Regions from separate parts of the Mus musculus genome. Here region 1 is linked to region 2. A link is a contact called in public HiCAR-type data. All regions are on one chromosome and are shown on one strand. Each heading gives the region's core, a stretch centred on a gene start, on an enhancer-like site or on the middle of the called end of the contact. The rest is flanking DNA. Distances are from core to core; before and after follow the strand shown. Region 1 overlaps Ust (uronyl-2-sulfotransferase). Region 2 overlaps Ust (uronyl-2-sulfotransferase).

Region 1 (4,510 bases), core at 656-3,155, 47 kb after region 2:
CTGTGAGTTTGAGGCCAGCCTGGTCTACAGAACAAGTTCTAGGATAGACAGGGCTACACAAAGAAACCCCGCCTCATTAATTAATTAATTAATTAATTAATTAAAAATAAATAAATAAAATGTTTTTCATCAACCCCTCCATCCTCAACAATTTTTGCCACATTTGTTCACTAAAGTAAAACTCGACATCATTCTGAATGAAAGATAACAGGCTAGGAGAAGCATTCTTTCTCACATAATAGTATACTCATTTAACATCATGTTAACAAAACACAGAATATTCACACTAAAAACTAAACTTAAACATAACGATGAGACATGTGTTAATATTCATTAAGACTTCAAACAAACCAACAATGGTGTCTATAGCTACGATTCACTCATGTGACAATATTTACCCAATGCTATCACATGCCAGGTATGTGACCTACAGGTGGATTACATAAGGCTAGTACAATAGCTACCCCCAGCCATGGACTATATATCATTCCAAATAACACTAGAAAATTAGAGTCAGAACTAGGAAGATGTAAAATAAATGCTGTTTGGCAATTTTGTCACTCCTCATTAAGAATAGGAACTTGGGGACTAGAGAGCCGGGCTCAGTGGCTAAGAGCATTTTCTGCTCTTTCAAAAGACCTGGGTTTGCTTCCAGAAGTTTAAAAGTATCTATAACTCTAGTTCCAATGAACTGGATACCTGCTTCTGAACTTCGAGAGCAGATATGCTCACATGCAGGTGTGCTCACACACCTATGCACACACACATAGAAACACACCTATTACAAGTAAAGTATTTCTTAATGTTTTTATTTTTTGAAATTAAACTACAATCACATCATTTTCCCTTGCTCTTTCTTCCTTCAGTCCTCCCATGCCCCATCCCAAGAATAAGTTTAAATGGCTGAATACTGAAAAGTTCCATAATCTGGACTGGAGAGTGGTTAAGAGCAGTAGCTGCTGCTCCAGCAGCAAGGAGGCTTGCGATTGTTAACTCCAGCACCAGGCTATCTGGCTCTCTCTTCTGGTGTCTGCAAGCATCGCACACATGTGGTACAGAGACATATGTGCAGGCAAAACACCCTTACACACAAAATAATAAAATAATTTTCAAAAATTGACTTCAATAATATGACCATAGGTCACAAAATTTAATAGTTTTTTTTTTTTAGATTTATTTATTTATTTATTTATTTATTTATTTATTTATTATATGTAAGTACACTGTAGCTGTCTTCAGACGCACCAGAAGAGGGCATCAGATCTCATTATGGGTGGTTGTGAGCCACCATGTGGTTGCTGGGATTTGAACTTCGGACCTTCGGAAGAGCAGTCGGGTGCTCTTACCCACTGAGCCATCTCACCAGCCCCTAATAGTTTTTTAAATATCATAATAATCAGCCTAAAATACAGTGGAATAAAAAAGATTCCATTAAGGGTAGCAGCCAAAAATAAAATATCCAAGACTAACCTTTTAAAATAAATTTACCAAATGTCCCTGTGTGGAACTCAAGAACTCTGTGATCAACAAAGTTTAGGGACTAACCTGACAAGCTCTTAAAAAATTAGAAATAGAGTGAGTGGGTGGTGACTAACTACATTAAGAAGCTTTTCAGGACACTACAGTGAAAAGACAAAAGTAATCAAACAAAAGAGAAGAGGAGGAGGGGTGGGGAGGGGTGGGGAGGGGAGGGGAGGGGAGGGGAGAGGAGAGGAGAGGAGAGGAGGGAAAGACATGTGGCCAATTCTTCCCGGAAAATCAGTCTGCAAGTAAGAAGCAGCCAGAAAAACAGAACTTGAGGAGAAGAAAGCACATGGTAATAAAAGCACGCGGTAATAATAAGTAAGCTCATCTCCCAGGACACCCATCTCTAGGATATGAAACTCACTGAGTATCTGGATGAGGACCTGAAAATGACACACCCTGGGCGTGAAACCGTGAACTTTCCGAACACTAAGACTAACAGCTTCCATAGAGACAGATTAGATTTTCAGATAAAGCACCTCGAAATATTCTTAACAGAAATGCTGAAATCTACAGTAAAATAGACAGAGACTTTCACAGTTTGTAGGGGAACTGGCCCTGTGGTAGGGACAGGAACTGCTCAGGGGCACTTGCTGGCAAGCTTGACTTCCCAGCCACGCCCACGGCCACAAAGCCACTCCTGCCCCTACACAGCCCTCTAGAATTGCACTAGACCCTTTTTCTTGTCTGGCCAAGGAACTGCTCAGAAAAGCGACTGTATCACTTTTGGGATGAAAGAACAAAAAACTGCCATAATGACCTCCTGTTGAATGGTGTCGCAAGATGGAAACAGCCGGGACCCCTAAACTAGCTCCTGAAGAGACTCCAGTGGGCTCAAATGGGGTCTTCCAAGAAACAAAGTTTCGTATGTGAAGTTTCTGAGACGCTGGAGTTGATGATTGTTTTAATCACACTATCCTGTTCTGATTAGCAAAGATTCCCAACATAGAATTCTATCCTGTCAAGTGTCGATTGAGGGTAATGAAGATATTTTCAAGAAACAACATTTCAGAAAATGTTGTCACACTAATCTTTTCCCTGAAGGCTGAGAAAAGGAAAGAAATACACCCAGAAGGGAGGAAAGTGGCCCTCAAGAGATATGATTCTATACACTTCCTGACTCCATGGACAGATTATATAATCCTACTGACAGAAGGGACCTAACAGTTTGGATTAAATGAGAGATTGGTGGGTGAGAAGGGTGTCTAGGTTATCCTGGTGGGACTGTTAAACTCACAAAGGTTCTGGGAAATGCAAGAGGAGAAACAGTCAGATACAGAGATCTGAAGATCCTACACTACTGGCTTTGAAGACTGTGAAAGGAACTATAGCCCAGGGAACACTGGTGGCTTCTAAAAGCTAAAACAGTCAACCAAGTGGATAACTCCCTCAAGCTTCTAGAAGGAGTGTAGTCCTAGCAGCATCATGACTTGGGGTTTTTTGAGACACATTTCAGAGTTATGACATCTAAGGCTGTAAAACAATAAGTTGTGTTAAGTCACTGAGATTACGCTGATTAGAGTCAGCTGTAGAAGCTAGCACAACGTGATTTCAGAAGATAGAGATGGAGATGACATCTATCCCCTTCCTTACAAGGCCCCAGTGGTGAACCAAGGCATGATATGATTCCACGAAAGGGTCCCCTAGAAACCAATGAGTCTACCGGAGTTATTTACATAGCACAGGGGAAGGGCTACAGGCAGGAGTGCAGGCAGGCAGTCTTCAGGTAGCTGTACTGGAAAGTCTTCACCTCGCATGGATGATGACATACCATTCTTCTCACTTCACCTCCCCCTGCCTATGTACACTAAGATGTTCCCAAACCCCGAGGCTATGTATAATTAGAGCATAGTACAAGTGATTGGTAGACTCTCAAGTGAGGGACCAATGACCCTTTCTATTCCCCCCACCCCAACTTCTATGAGGAAATGTAATAATCCATAGACCCTATTATGATGGACCCCTGCAAGGAAGCACAGCCAATCAGATGAAGACACGTTTGTGTTGCTCAGAGCTCTCCATTCCCCAACATAGGCTTTTCAGGAAAAGGGAGAAAGTGTAGGAGAGAGTAAGGGAGGTCTCAGGATGCACCCAAGGACGGGGTTGGAGCACAAGAAAGGTCTCATGAAAGACTTCATCAACTGGACACAGATACATCACCTAATCAGTGTGTGCAAAGTCCTGCAAAAACAAACAAACAAACAAACAAACAAACAAAACAAAAACAAAAACCTATAACTGGAGGCGGGGAAGAGTTTAAGGATCATTTAGGAATGGTAAAAAAAAAAAAAGTGGATAAATAAAACAAAAGGCAAGTTGATGATAAGGACAAAGGAGAAATGAAACCAAGAAGGGGGCTAGGTGGCTGTAGTTGGAGCTACTAAGATGATTAAAGTCCTGAGGCTACTGTCATGTTGCCGAAGAATGGTGGTATGAGTTTTCTTCAACTAAATGAAGCAACTTCTTGGTTAAACATGCTTCCCAACAAATGTAGGATTTCCACATGTATGTGTTCTACCGTCCGAGGACCCCAACCCTCTAGCCAACTAAAGCTGCCGCTGTGGCTGGTGCTGATGGTTTTGTTCAGATTTGGAGACTGCTGGGACATCCTCAAGATGAGATGAGGTGAGAAGGCAGGTGCGAGCAGAGTGAACACCTACAGTTGTCTTCTGACGTCCACACATGCACTACCATGGTATATGTGGGTGAGCGCATAAATAACATTTAAGATTTCGAGAATGCTGGACCTCTTTCTAGTGGTAACTGGTCTTTTGGGAATGAGGTGCGAAAGATGCTAAAACAAGACTTACATAAAACAAGTATTTTTAAGGTTGTGCTGCCCAGAATTTTTTAGAAATGATGAAGGCACGATTAGTTAAGCATTGAATTACTAAGGGAGAAGTGGGTCCATAATGTTCTTCTTGGGAACACATTACATGCTCATAAAATGGACAAATTTAGAAAAGGCTTTGCATGTGACTTGGAC
Region 2 (4,411 bases), core at 386-2,885:
GTGTTTATGGAATGGAGATACCCCTTTAGTAATGCTTGCTTCATATCAAGAAACCCATGACTAACTGAAGACACAACTGTCTATCACGCAGACAATGAATCTAACCTTTCCTGGACTACACTGGTCTATACACTCTTCACAGCAGTCCCTTTGTAATATCCGAGCCAAGCAAAGGCATTTTTCTGAGTGGGGAGAGGGGTGTGTTATATACCATAGCAGGAGTTACCTGTTACCATTTAATACTCCAAGAGTCAAGAATTATTACTCATTCTTTGAAATGAAGAGCTCAGGGCACAGAAAGGGGATACAGGTTTATTTAAAGGTTAATCTTGTTTTAAATCATTTGTGAGCACATGCATGGGCTATATTAATGAGTTATGCACATCCCGTGGGTTATACAGAGCAGGTGCCAGAGGAGAGATGCCTCAGGTGTCCTGGAGCTGTCAAACATGGATGCCAGAAACACAACTTGGGCTCTCTGTAAGAGCAGTGTGTATTCAACCATCATGCCCTCTCTCCAGCCCCAGAGTACATAGATTTTGTAAAATCTTGATGATCCGATAGACTGTGCCAGGATTCAAACCCTCCAGTCCTTCTCTTCATCCCAGAGTGGCAGTCAAGTCACCCTTCTCAGACAATTATCTATCCATGAACTTTTAAAATGGAAACAAGGGACTGGTCGGCACATTCTGGAGAATGGAGAGAGTCTAGCGAAAAATAAATGTTTTATGTCTCTTAGGATGTGCTGAACAGCTGATGGATGAAAAACGTGGAGAAATACAAGCATGGATCTTAGTGTGTGGCTCAGTGGCAGAGGGCATGGCTGGCTTGTATAGGACCTCATCTTTTCTAGGAACACACATGCACACGTGTGTGTGTGTGCATGCACACAGAGAGAAGAGACAGAGACTAATAAGGATAGAAAGAATATTTTCTAAGATTTCTAGGGTGGGAAAACAGTATATGTTACCATGAACAAGAATGGATTTTAAATACGTAGGAAAAGGGTAGGTATGGCTTAAAATTCATCTAAGGGAACAAGTTAAATTTATGTTGATGGACTAAACTGGGGTTAAAAGAGGAAGGAAAAGGCAAGAATCAAGCACGCTCACTACACAAAGGTGATGCTAGGAAGCCTTTTCTAACAATTTGCTCCCTCCTCTCTCCATGGCAGGATGGGAGAGCACAGACTTTTATCTGCCCCTCTGAAGATGTCTTTGCTCCTGACATGTTCAGGAAATGGTTGTCAGCTTGTCAACAGGAAGGATATCGTGCCCTACCTTGGTCTGAACTCTTGTGTCACTCAGGAGCAATTAGAGGCCCTATAATTTTGCAGGGCATCTTAAATCAAAAGAAGGATGTGTGCTTACTAACATATCAAAGCAAAGGCAAACTGCCCAGAGGGGGAACTGCAGGTCCTTTCTCAACCTTAGAGGTTGAGAAGGGTGAATGAAGGTCTCAGGCTACCTTCCTCCTTCTGGGGGTACAGGGAAGGCCCCACCAGAAAAAGCATGTGCCTGCAGTTAAGAAGAAGTCCACCAGGGGGAGCAGTAACATGAGCGTGGCAAAGGGGCTGTGTCTGGGCTAGATACTGAAAATTAATGGATACAATTCAAACCCTAGGAGAGGAGAGTTCCCTTCTCCCTGGCTTATATGGTCTCTCTCTTTTGTCCTCTTTTCTTCCCTCTGGGTTTGCATTAGAGGACTCTGGTTTTGTTTTCAGGACCCAAGATGATGTAGAGCCCATTCCATGAACTGATCTGGCTTGATCCCAGACAAGTTGGATTGAAGGACAGCGTCCACTGGCATTTGGCCAGTGCTGCTCCAAGCCAACTCTGGAATGACACTGTCTGTCTTCATGGCAGGAAGCCTTGAGGGTTATGCTGTCAGCCTTTCCAAACAGTTTCTGGGAGAAAGTTGTTGGAAGAACACGCAGAAGGCCACAAGCACAGGAAAGGCATCTGATATGACATGATTATATACATGCTATCCTCCCAGTGTACCTGGGAGGCTGAGGCAGGAAAGTCATGAGTTCAAAGCCAGCCTGGGCTACATACTGAGGAGGGCTTGTTTCAAAGCAAAAGTAAAAACTTCAGAAAGCAGTCTGAGACTTTAGAGTTTCAGGTGACAGAATTTCATTGCTTGGAGGATTTATTTTATTTTAATGTCCATCCTTCATGAAGTGAGTGGGTTCTGTGATATGGTCACCCTCGGGAGTGGGTCCTCAGATATGCACATGCCTAGGCAAGTCCTTACATACCTCTGTTTCTACAGTAAGGCCTGGGAGCACAGAAGGCGACCTGCTCTCCAGAAGGCTCTCATGCCTGGCGTAAGTCCTGTTTTGAGTGGCTGTCCTCTAACCACTGAATACAACTTTAACTCGTACGCTTACCAATTCAAACTTAACCAGGATCTGACCCCAATTTGCTTTTATGTCTAATTCTAGATTTTCTTGATTTATGTATATTTGTGTCAGGTTCAGAAGTCAGCTGCATGGGCAGTGAACGTCGCGCCTGGTGCTCAGCACCCACCACTAGCGGCAGAAGGATCGGCTGATTGAACAGGAGGCAGAGGACCAAGCAGGAGGACGCCCCAGAAGGATCTCTGTGGCCCCAAGAACTTTCCAGAAGAACCACGGTTATGATTGTGTTTTAAGCTCTGTTGCTTTATACCCAGAACTTAGACTTGGATGTCGTCTGAGAGCCAAGCTGCAGGGCAGTCTGACACAGTGTAGGATAATACCGTGCCCTGCCACCCTGCACTAAGAGTTTAATGCAGTCTGAAGCACTCGGGCACAAGACTGCCATTGACCCCACCCTCTGAATGATTTCCAAGGTTTAGGTCATTTGAATGGCTACTGGACAGAGTCAGAGCAGATGTGAAGCTTACAGGGAAATAACCTTTTCTGATGTGATGGGTGAAAGGGCGTAGACTGGGCTAGCACTTCCCAAATTATGATGTGTAAATTCTGTGGGATCCAAAGCGCAGCCATGACACACATAAAAGTCCCCGATCAACTAAGCCTGGGAAAGTCTAGGAGAAGCTGGGGTTTAAAATATATGTGCACATATGTATGTATATGTAATATAAATAATGTATATATGCATGTGTATGTAGAAAGAGACTAATGGATAGATAGATGATACATACATACATACATACATACATACATACATACATACATAGTAATGTGCTTGATGTATTGGCATGAGGACTAGAATTTAGAGCCCTATCCCTCATAAATGGGGCAGGCCTGGCAATCTGTCTGTAGTCCTAGGCCTCAGGGGGTGAAGACAAGGCGTGATTTCCAGAGCAAGCTGGTGAACTGGGAAACTCTGAGTTTAGTGAGAATCCCATCTTCAGCAGATAAAGTAAAGAATATGGAGGAAGATGGCCAGTGACAAGCTCTGGCCTACACACACACACACACACACAAACGGCCTTCAGCACATGCATACATTTAAGCACATACATACATACATACATACATGTGAACATGCAAATAGACACACACAGTCACCAACCAGCACATACACACACATGGACACACACGTGAGTATGCTAACACACACACACTCACACACAAGCTCATCAGCACATGCGTAAACACAGATGTATGCAGGTGAACATGCAAACACACACATATACACTCTCAGAGTCGTCAGGACACACACACATGTAAACCCCAACACACACACACATGTAAACCCCAGCTTCTCCTAGACTTTCCCAGGCTTAGTTGATCGGGGAATTTTTATATGTCATGGCTGTGCTTTGGATCCCACAGAATTTACACACGTGCATACACACAGTCACACTCGATAGAATCTCCACTTTGCAAGATCATATAAATCACGTCCCCTAACCGAGATCTATAGTTAGGGTGAAGATGAACCAGTGTCATCCTGGGTTTGTATTATAGGCAACGCAAAGATCCAACACTTGGCTAGCAGTGGTTACAAGCTCTTCTGTGGAGGAGGAATTGTTCAAAGTACAATTTTTAAAGGTGTGCCTATTTCTATGAGAGCAGATGTAATCGTTTTTATAGGCATCTTAACATTTGGTGTCTTCATGCTCCCTCTCCTGCTTAAAAATCCCCTAGGCTATAAAGTTTTAACCCTTAACTGTGAGCGTGCAGATGTGTGTTTGCACATGTGTGAGCACATGTGTACATGATGATGGCTACTAGTTAGGGGGAAATGAATGAGCTCATCTAATCCTGGCTCAGAGAAAATAAATGCCTTGTGGTTGAATGAAGTGGCACAGATAAACCCAGTCTTATAAATGGACGTAATTTTGAAGTTCACATATATGTCGTAGTTTGGATCATGGAACATGTTTTCTCATGAAAAAGACATGGATTTTATAGTAAATTGATTCCTGACCTAGCACACACACACAAAACCTGTTT

Evidence for each region. HiCAR-type assays count read pairs that join an accessible place to other places.
Region 1: a HiCAR-type map of fibro-adipogenic progenitors shows a contact between it and region 2, with 2.6 times the contacts expected there. The contact joins two enhancer-like sites. A contact is called at or near these places in 1 of 15 datasets of contacts at CTCF or cohesin (CD8 T cells), 1 of 484 Hi-C or Micro-C datasets (the BV-2 cell line) and 1 of 115 datasets of contacts at active chromatin or transcription factors (fibro-adipogenic progenitors).

The regions. Positions count from the first base shown.
Region 1 is chr10:8,368,211-8,372,720 of GRCm38.p6, forward strand. The region is part of intron 2 of Ust (uronyl-2-sulfotransferase); the gene reads right to left. Among named protein-coding and RNA genes, the nearest start is that of Ust, 150 kb to the right of the region's middle. Within about 2 kb of position 1,906, at least 26 of the 459 cell types and tissues checked have an H3K27ac peak or open chromatin away from gene starts, as enhancers often do. A contact at or near this core is called in fibro-adipogenic progenitors, where this site is marked.
Region 2 is chr10:8,321,861-8,326,271 of GRCm38.p6, forward strand. The region is part of intron 3 of Ust (uronyl-2-sulfotransferase); the gene reads right to left. Among named protein-coding and RNA genes, the nearest start is that of 4930573G07Rik, 110 kb to the left of the region's middle. Within about 2 kb of position 1,636, at least 34 of the 459 cell types and tissues checked have an H3K27ac peak or open chromatin away from gene starts, as enhancers often do. A contact at or near this core is called in fibro-adipogenic progenitors, where this site is marked.